Regions from separate parts of the Gadus morhua genome. Here region 2 is linked to region 1. Evidence: chromatin contacts called from public Hi-C data. All regions are on one chromosome and are shown on one strand. Each heading gives the region's core, a stretch centred on a gene start, on an enhancer-like site or on the middle of the called end of the contact. The rest is flanking DNA. Distances are from core to core; before and after follow the strand shown.

Region 1 (4,780 bases), core at 1,087-3,586:
AATAGGTAAAACACAATGCGTCATTTGGTTTACCCATAAAGACCAAACCATGCTTAAAAGGGACACATAGAATAACAGTAGACTTTCGTCATTTATGTTTGACTGTAAACTAATACTAAATGTGTTCTTTCAATGATTAATTATTCCTCTCAACTCAGTGCTTGTCCCAGACAGCCATTTAAACATTTTATTCTAAGCCTTGGTTGATTTATTCATACAAATAGTTATGGAGACACAGTTATGAAACAAGACATAGGGTTTTTAATCTTGACACTGGCAGTGAATGAAGAGCACATTCCCTTGACCTCTGACCTTGAACTGAAAAACTCCTGGGGAAATTGAACAGAAAACAAAAGAATCACTGTCCTAACCCAAGGGACAAGGGAGGGGGGTTGAAACTGATCCTACCTTTAATGGCAAATTCCTTTCGCTGCCAATATTGTCTTTTGTGTGTGTTTCGTATGAGACGACCAATGATTTGAACATGTCGATCCGTTTTTGCGGTCGGATACGTTCGCTGGTTTATCGAAAGTTCTACCTAGCTTTAATGTCTCAATGTAAGCCGCTTAAGTTGGTGTAAATGAGAGAGAGCTAATAAAAACAGTAGTGGAATACTAAAATAATATTTCATCATCCTACAGAGGGTTCATAGTTGGATGATAAAATGAGTCAACGCTAGATTTTGCTCATCTCCACCAGATGTATTCAAATCATTTACATGTCATGAATGAGTGTATGAATGACAATACAACGACGCAACAAGGACGCTGTGCCGTCAATTAGTTTGGAAGCCAAAAAGAATGAACCACACGAACGTCTTCTTCTTGCCATCTTGACCGTTTTTTAGAACTATAAAATGGTACATCGTGACAGCAAGGACAGGGGGAAGCAAACCACATCTTTTCTTTTGTTCCTACAGCTGTACCCTGTTTATTTGGTGACCCCAGGGTTTTTATTATTCCTAAATCTTTCATAGATCGGAAATTGAGTGGTTCTACAGCACATGTTGGTGTTAGGAGACGTATGGGGCTGGGGGGTTAACAGCTGTGAAAACCTGCATTTCCCCATGCTGTCTGACCTCTGCCCTTACAACATTCACAACAAACCCTTTATTTCCTTCTTCTATATTTACATCTTTCTCTTTATGTCTTTAGATCTTGTTGACCTGTTTCTTTTGATGATCCATAATTGTAACTAGGCCTACATTTTTATTTATTCACAGTTTGCTCCAAGCTTAAATCAGCTTTGATACATCGCAACATGAACTATAGCCTAAATTGGAATTCCTGTGTCGGTGCACGCTTTGGTCCAAGCCCATTTCGCCGTCCTGCCACGGCTTTTATGCATGCCCTTAATGCCTCTGTTCTCCTCTCAAGCAGTGACAAAAAACCCTGGGACCACTGTTAAAGAAGAAGAAAAGGAGGTTTGAAACATTACCACAGGGGAGGAAAATGAACTTCAACAGAACCCCAAACTTCAACAGGTCTGATTTAGACTCTATGGGTGATGATGAGGAGGGGACCTGGCCCAGAGGAGATGATAGGGAGAAGTGTGTGTCTTGAAAGACATGAAGACATCAGTAGACTACAGGAGTACTCACGGCGAAGGCAAGGTTGTCCATGCCTTGTTCTGTCAGTCCTAGCTCAATCTTGTGCTCCGTAGAAAGATGCATGGTCGAATCCAGATCCAGAAATAAAAAAAACTTTTTACAACGATTGTTAGAAAAAAATAATAGCAATTGAAAAAAAAAAGACAAGAAATCTTGGGGAGTGGTTCAGAAGAGGAACTTTTGAAAGACCATTCCTTGATCCAGGTGAGCAGAGAGAGGGAACGAGAGAGAGAGGGAACGAGAGAGAGAGAGAGAGAGAGAGAGAGAGAGAGAGAGAGAGAGAGAGAGAGAGAGAGAGAGAGAGAGAGAGAGAGAGAGAGAGAGCGAGAGAGAGAGAGAGAGAGAGAGAGAGAGAGAGAACAAGAGCACTTGAGAGAGAGGATCAGGTGGACTCTCGAACCTTCAGAGAGCGTAGTAAACAGCGAAAAAAGTTAAAAACCGAAGGAAAAACAAGCTCTTTTTCTATTTGTACACGCTTGCGACTACGCATTTCCCGGGGGAATGAGGGAACGCTCCTGCTGGGGACTCTACTGTAGTCTCTGCTCCCCTTGCTCTGACTGGTCCAGGCTAGGCTTCACCGCGCACACGGGGGGGGTCGATTTAGTGTCGCAGCCTACCGGTCATGTGCAGCCCTTGAGTTTCCCATGCCTGTCACACCCCTCCAACCAGCAAGTGGGCTCCCAACGAGCCAAAGTAAATACATGAAATAACCAAAAACTATAATAATGTTACAATCCCAATGTGCTCAAAAATACACACGTTGTCACATGTCACATGTTCTCTAGATTCAGCATTTCTCTTAAAGGTAGGGTATTTGGAGACATCAAGTTACAATTTGAAACGGACCCCAGGCCTCAGCCCTCCCTTCAAAGCCTCTCCTCCTAAACACGTGAGTAGCATGCTGGTTTCAGCATTAAGTCCGCCAAGCAGTTTGGAAGACTCTGGTAATGTGCAATGAGGTCAAGGGAATGGTGCACGCAGGTGGCCGGGTAGGTATAAATGGATCCATCCAAGCCGTGAGAAAAATTATCCGCAGGAAAAAGGATGCAATCGCCCATTAAGGCTTAGCTTATACGACGCGAGCCCGCACCCACAAGAGATGTTAAAGTCTCAAAATGAAATGCCCATTGGCCATAGGACTTTCTCTGTTTACCAACATGCTAACAGTGTTATTGTTTACAAACAATAACATTGATTTATTGATTGCTGTCAGGATGTAAAGAGAACATCAACGAAAATGATAAAAAGTGATGAAAAACACAGCCTAAAACAGGTTGACGTCATTATTAATGGCTATTGGTGATGTACAACTGGGTCCTATTTTACCATTTTGTATATTTCACTTTGCCGTGGCTAATATAGCGATTTCTGCAGACGCTACTAGGACTTTCTCCTAAAGAAGACTTTATTTTCAGGCAAATAATAAAATAAAATCCTGACAATCAACCTTATTCATTTAAACTCTTTGTTTTTCGATATTGTGTTTCATGCTTGCACACTTTGATATTTCTGGTTCCTAAAGTACAATATGTAATATTGATTTGACGCCCCACAATTAAATGTTAGATTATAGAATAATTACATCGATTAAATGAAATGATTATGATGGGGGCCATTATCAATATCTCGCCTACGGACACGCAAACCTCCAGTTCGGCCCTGCACATACCGAACGTTAAACGGATTTCCTGATCGCCTAATCGATTCACGTCCGCAGCGCAACGGTCACAAGAGTCTGTGTGAAGTAGTCTTGAGTAGGCGTTTCCAGGGTATATTATCCATGCTTTTCTCTAAGCTTAGTTGGAGATTGAAGATTTGATACAGTGAATCATAAGGAACTCACCTGACGCAACACAAGGTTAAAACATCTGGCAGACAGGTTTGTATCGCTGCTGGCTCCATAGAATATTAGTTTTAGTTTAAAGGGCAGGCCACAATGACCCCATCACATCGATTAAAGAGCCAGAACACTTGAGAAGAATATGCACGAATATATATCTCGCCATATTGATGGCCACAACCTTCACTCATAACTTTCTTTGCTGCCTGCATGTTTTCTCACTTTCATTAGTAGCCGGAAAGCGCTGGATTAATGTAGGCTACTATAAAAAGAGAGAATGTTAATCATCTACATTGTGTACATGGCAAAATAATGGAAAAATGTTTGGTGGATCCTGTGCCAAAATACCGTCCCAGTACACTGCATGAACAAGTTAATTAAATTAGTTAATACATTATAGATTATTTTTGACCTGATAGGCAAATGAAAGGTAGGCCCATGTGTTAACTTCTCAATGAACCCTAACCCAACAAATCCATAGATAATCCCATGTCTAATTAAATATCCAGGACATGTGAAGGCACATACATACTGATTAACATACCTAGGTGTAAGAGATTATATTTCGGATCTTGGCGAGGTACAGGCGGAAGAAGGAAATAAATAAACGAACCATGTGCAGTGGTCGACTGTGACAGACATGAGAGAACTGCACGCTATGCTGTTTTAAAAGGTTTGGCACGCGTAAATTTGGAACTTTGGTCCAAGATACATCACCAATTTATCACAAATATTCTTAAACTATTTTCAGGTGGTTTTCCGAGTAGGCCTATGTAGTTCCACCCGCAGTGTAACCGGCTCTGTGTTAATCTATTAAAGAGAGATACGTTTGAGTTGACAGGGACTCGTCGAGCTCTGAAGTCATGGACTGATTTGATGCTGATTTATAACAAAAACGGCAATATAGAAATTGCCCCCACCAACATGCTGCCTCTCTCCCGGCGCACAAATCGATTCCTCTGGATTTGAAATGCTCACATGATGTCCGAGCTGAAGTGGTCCCGCCCCCGCTCCACTCCTACCTGTCTTCCTTCATGTCGATAGTGAAATGTTTTTCCACTGTGCGAGTCATTCTGTTCGAAGGGGTTGTAAGTTCCCTATTCTGCCCCATTGGTTCCCTTCAGCATCTGTTTGTGACTTCCCTGAGTCTGATCTCTGCATTTGGGAGACACAGATAAGATTTCCCCAATATCCACATTCTTGGCTAACTCCGCCACCCAGTAACCCAGCCTCTCTCCCCAGTAACCCAGCCTCTCTCCCCAGTAACCCAGCCTCTCTCCCCAGTTACCCATTGCCATCACCAGAGAATTGTGGAAATGTGAGAACACCCT
Region 2 (4,780 bases), core at 838-3,337, 190 kb before region 1:
GCAACGAGGAAGCGTTATGCCCGGCCCACCGCCTCCCCCACCCAAGTACCCAGACACACCCAGACTCCACCCTCAACCAAACCACGACGGAGATCCCCCCCGAGACCTGCTCCTCGTGATCCCGTTCGTTCGCCAAAACCGACTGGGCGTTCCTCTTGGTATTCTTCCTCTTCCTCCTCCCCTTCTTCCCTCGCTACGTCCAGCACCTCCTCACTCCCGCTCCCCTCGACGGCTCCTCGTGGTACGCATCGCGTGGTGACCTCGAGGACCCCCGCCAGGAAGCGGAAATCCACCCCTGCTACCCCTGTGCGGGCCTCCAGCTTATCTAGCTTCCTTCTACACCCCTCCTCCTCCACCAGCCCCACCACCACCACCACCACCACCACCACCACCACCACCACGAGAAGCCCCTCTGAGAACAAGCTCCTCCACCCCTCCAAGGGGTCTTTAGGAGGTAAATAACACCACCCCCCCCCCCAAAAAATACACAAACACATGAACCACACATCAGCAAAGTGTCAAAGTGTTAAACCTGTGGATTTTATGGATTTTGGATTTTGACCACTCTGTGTTCTTCCGTTCCAAATAATTATACTTGTTATTTTCTTATAACGAGCTTTTTCTTACTACCGTACGATTATTTCTGTATGGGTGATGTATTTAGTTAAATATTAGCCTCAACTTCTGGCCTACGATAGACTTTAACTTTTAACGAGATGCACCGTCGACGTCGCTGCCGCATTTAGCAAACCTGGACACATTTGCTGCTTGGATACAGGGGGATTGGTGTCTCTCCACGTTTTTGTGGCAGATGTTGATCAGAGCCTCTGTGTTGTGGCGTTTCTCCCCCAGGCCTCCAGGTGGCTCTTATTGTGGTGGGACTTGTTGTTCTGGTGGTCTCTATTGCCGCTGCCTCCTGGTACTGCAAACTGTGAGTAAGATCAGCAGGAAGTATGGTAGCCCCCCATCCCTCCCTCCCTTAATACAATAAGAAAATATAAGTTAAGATTATATAGATGTCTGTCTGTCTGTCTGTCTGTCTGTCTGTCTGTCTGTCTGTCTGTCTGTCAGTCTGTCTCTCAGTCTCCCTCTCTCCCTGTCTGTCTGTCTCTCAGTCTCCCTCTCTCCCTGTCTCTCAGTCTCCCTGTCTGTCTCTCAGTCTCCCTGTCTCTCAGTCTCCCTCTCTCCCTGTCTGTCTGTCTGTCTGTCCCTCAGTCTCCCTCTCTCCCTGTCTCTCAGTCTCCCTCTCTCCCTGTCTCTCAGTCTCCCTCTCTCCCTGTCTCCCTCTCTCCCTCTCTCCCTGTCTGTCTGTCTGTCTGTCTGTCTGTCTGTCTGTCTGTCTGTCTGTCTGTCTGTCTGTCTGTCTGTCTGTCTGTCTGTCTGTAAATATATAAAGTATTTAAGGTATTTTTGAATGCTTATTTCCATATCAATTCACCCCAAAAATGGTAAAGGTTTTTCATTGGTCCATTGGTCGTTTGTTCTGGTCCCCTCAGGCAAAGGTTTTTATTTCCCCCGCCGCGGGCCCGACCCCGGCAGACTAGGGATGAGGCGGAGACCGAGATGTCGAAGCAAGAGAGTGATACGCACCTGCAGACCCAACTGTCAGAGGAGGCAAAGACCGAAGGCAAGAACGCCAACGAGGCCAAACCATGCATCCGTCCATCAGACAACAACACCATCGCCGCGTTGTAGGTGGAGTGGCTGCTTTTTACAGCAGTTTCTGTAAAGCGGTAAAAGCCTTGGAACAGTTTTTTTGAGCGTTTACTTGTGTGTTTGTGTGAGGGACTGTGTGCGTGAGTTCTTTTCAGAAAAAGAGGGTTGGTTCATTATTCATGTTCTATTTTCTGGTGAGGAAAAGTGTATCATTAAATGTATTCACATTGTTTTATAAAATAAAATAATAAAAACATTCATGGTTCAAGTCGTGTTTCATTTATTCCAAAAAAATATTTAATATATTTTTATACTTGAATTCGATTGGTGGCTCAATATACAATTTATTGTGTCCACTTCTTAAATCCTCAATCGGTAGCCTAAACGTTCCTACAAAAATGTTCCCTAGAACTACGATACCCACAATTCCTCGCGCATGCGTAGAGGACTCAGCTGTCACTAGCAAGCGCATGGACCTACTGATGCTAGCACACATTTTCTGAGCAACATCAGCACTTAGCTGTCCTCCTACTGTAATAACAACGCGAATAAGACATGCCACGTCTCAGTTCAGTTCAACAGAAAGTGCCATGTTTATTTTTGACGGAAGTGAAACAGGAACAATCCAGAAAACGGCTTGGCCAGGTCTGTGTTTAGCTTAGAAAAACTTGAATCCCAAATCAAAACATAGTCATGGGCTTCTTGACCCCTTTTCTCTATCGGCCCTTTTATGATACAGTCCGCCAACTTACTACAGGGCTAGCTATGGAATATCATTCATTAATCCTGATTGATTATCTTCCATATTTATCCCAGTTCTTTTCTTTCTGTAGCCGTTTCAGGTTATTGCCACTGAACACCTCAACCCCTTGGCGTTAGAATCTAACGTGGAGAGTGCGCTGGCCACAGAAAAACTGGATGGCACCTGCTGCTATGTGACATATTATGAAGGTAAAGGTTCGCTATGCAACCCCAGAAAGGTTGGATATGGCACTAATATTGGGTGTACTCAAATCACAAAATGTTGTCTAAATTCTCTTGCAGCTGTTCTCCATTGGTTGTTTCACTCAACTGAAAGCCAAATAACCACTCTTGTTATTCCTTGGGTTTTTACAGGGCAACCATATCTCTGGGCTCGACTGGACCGAAAGCCTACCAAACTAGCCGACAAGAGCTTCAAAAAATATCAGCATTCTCACAAAAGTTCTAAAGGTATTGTAAGTGTTCTCTTACTTAAGCAAGCATACTTTTAAGCCTGATGTGTCCTCATCAGTGGGCTCGGCGTTGATTTGAATGTAGTTGGTGAGCAGTAATGATATCTGAGGAATGCCTCTAATTTCAGTTGTAGCAAACAAACAAAAGATGAATCACAAATCTTCATACCACTTGAGACTGAAAACCCTTTACATATTGAGGTTGGTTAAGGAAGTACTGTTATAGTCGTTGACGTCATTGAGAGTAGTCCAAACAAGAGCATACAATATATGTCTTGCAAGTTTAGATTCACCCCAATGTGATTAGTCTAAATGAAACCCAGATGACTTTCCTCCAATTGGTCACGATTATTCAATAAGCGTTGTAGGTCACGGATATTTGGAGCATTGCGCTGCTCGGGTTGTGACAGAAATGTCGTATGCAAACTGTCATGTTTTAATGCCAATTGTTATGGCTTAAATCAAATCCATAACAACTAGGAACTGACTTATGATTGCGGTGGGTTGTTTGTGTGTGTTATTCTCGTTGACCAGGTTTCACATGGAAGGTAGAGGAGGACTTCAGGACCGTTCCAGAGGCTTGGATCCCAGCTCACGGTGTCCAACATCACGAGGGAACACCAATCCCTGACGATCACGGACATATTCCAGGTTCTCCAAGGCTTCTTCTCAATAGAGCGATGGATAGACTAGTGGTAAGGGTGTTGGACTCCCAGCCAAAAGTTACTGGGTTCAACCCCATTGTTGGCACTGTTCATGTGCCCTGATGCAACATGAATAGATTTCATGAAGCTTCCAAAACTTATGGGCAACTGTGCCCATTGAAGCAGAGTCAAAGCAGGCTTTTCGGGGCTAAAGGACCCACAATCCGTTCACCATCCCCGCCCACACATGCAGATGATGACACTGCGTTGATCATTCTAGGTCCTAGACTAGAGATACTTTAGCAACAAACCAGATTTTCAAGTCTTGAGTTCTCTTCATCGTTCCTTCGGGCGGGTTGGATATTGTTCTGGCTAGTATGACTCTCAGCTGAAAGGAGATAGGCTCCAGCCCTATTCCCCCCCACTGGCCCCCTGTAGTCATCCTCGAGAAAAAGCCCTAACCCCTACCTGCTCCTTTCATGATCTGTATCTGAATTCACTGGAAGTCGCTATGGATAACTAATCACTAACTCCTGCAAAAACTACCTCAGGGAAAGGGGAAACAGATACTACAGTTCTGCAATGCTTCTCATGCCTTGATGCCTTGTTGGAGAGGACACAGATAGATCTCTGAGGAGAGTACCCCCAGACGGGCTGACTGTCTTTATGTCATATGTGTAGTAATGATCGACCGATATATCAGCCGGCTGACACTATCGGCCGATACTTGCTTTTTTATGTGTATCAGCATTGGCCGATTATTATTATTATTATTATTATTATTATTATTATATTTTTTAATTCCTGCCATGATTTACAGACAGTTCAACAAATGTTCCTTTTTCAAATTGAGACTTGTAACATTTGTTATGTTATCATTGTGTAATTTGTATGATGTCAATTGAGGGAGCAGAAGCAGTATCGACTCCAACCATCGGCTCAAGAAAATCGACATCGGCGTATCGGTCATCGGCTAAGGCTGACGGAAAAAATATCTAATATCGGCCGATCCCTAATTTGTAGGCTGGGTTCCGGTGCAGACGGACAACAAGCAGTACTGCTGGCACTCCTCCACCGTGGACTACGACGCCGGCGTCGCCCTGGTCCTACGGCCCGGAGACCAGAGCCCCGACCTGCTGGAGCTGGCCCTGGTCCCCCTCGTCGACCTGATGGAGCAAACACTGGAGCTCATCGGCACCAACGTCAACGGGAACCCGTACGGTGAGTAGGGCCGGGACCCCTGGGCTCCAGGATTCCCCTCTACCG

The links. Hi-C and Micro-C count contacts between places; a contact is called where the count stands out from the background.
Region 2: a contact with region 1 is called in a Hi-C map of heart, with 5 times the contacts expected there. The contact joins the promoter of rlig1 here to the promoter of si:dkey-106n21.1 in region 1. A contact is called at or near these places in 3 of 6 Hi-C or Micro-C datasets (gill, gonad and heart).

What each region holds. Positions count from the first base shown.
Region 1 is chr9:4,104,369-4,109,148 of gadMor3.0, reverse strand. It overlaps si:dkey-106n21.1 (solute carrier family 23 member 1), which reads right to left and starts at 2,336. Exons shown (of 12, transcript XM_030366879.1): 1 at 1,601-2,336. The coding sequence starts at 1,672.
Region 2 is chr9:4,298,163-4,302,942 of gadMor3.0, reverse strand. rlig1 (RNA 5'-phosphate and 3'-OH ligase 1) reads left to right here and starts at 2,087. Exons shown (of 7, transcript XM_030365578.1): 1 at 2,087-2,301; 2 at 2,490-2,607; 3 at 2,773-2,868; 4 at 3,405-3,521; 5 at 4,538-4,735. The coding sequence starts at 2,212. It overlaps lyve1b (lymphatic vessel endothelial hyaluronic receptor 1b), which reads left to right. Exons shown (of 6, transcript XM_030367010.1): 4 at 1-454; 5 at 853-931; 6 at 1,497-1,924. The coding sequence ends at 1,695.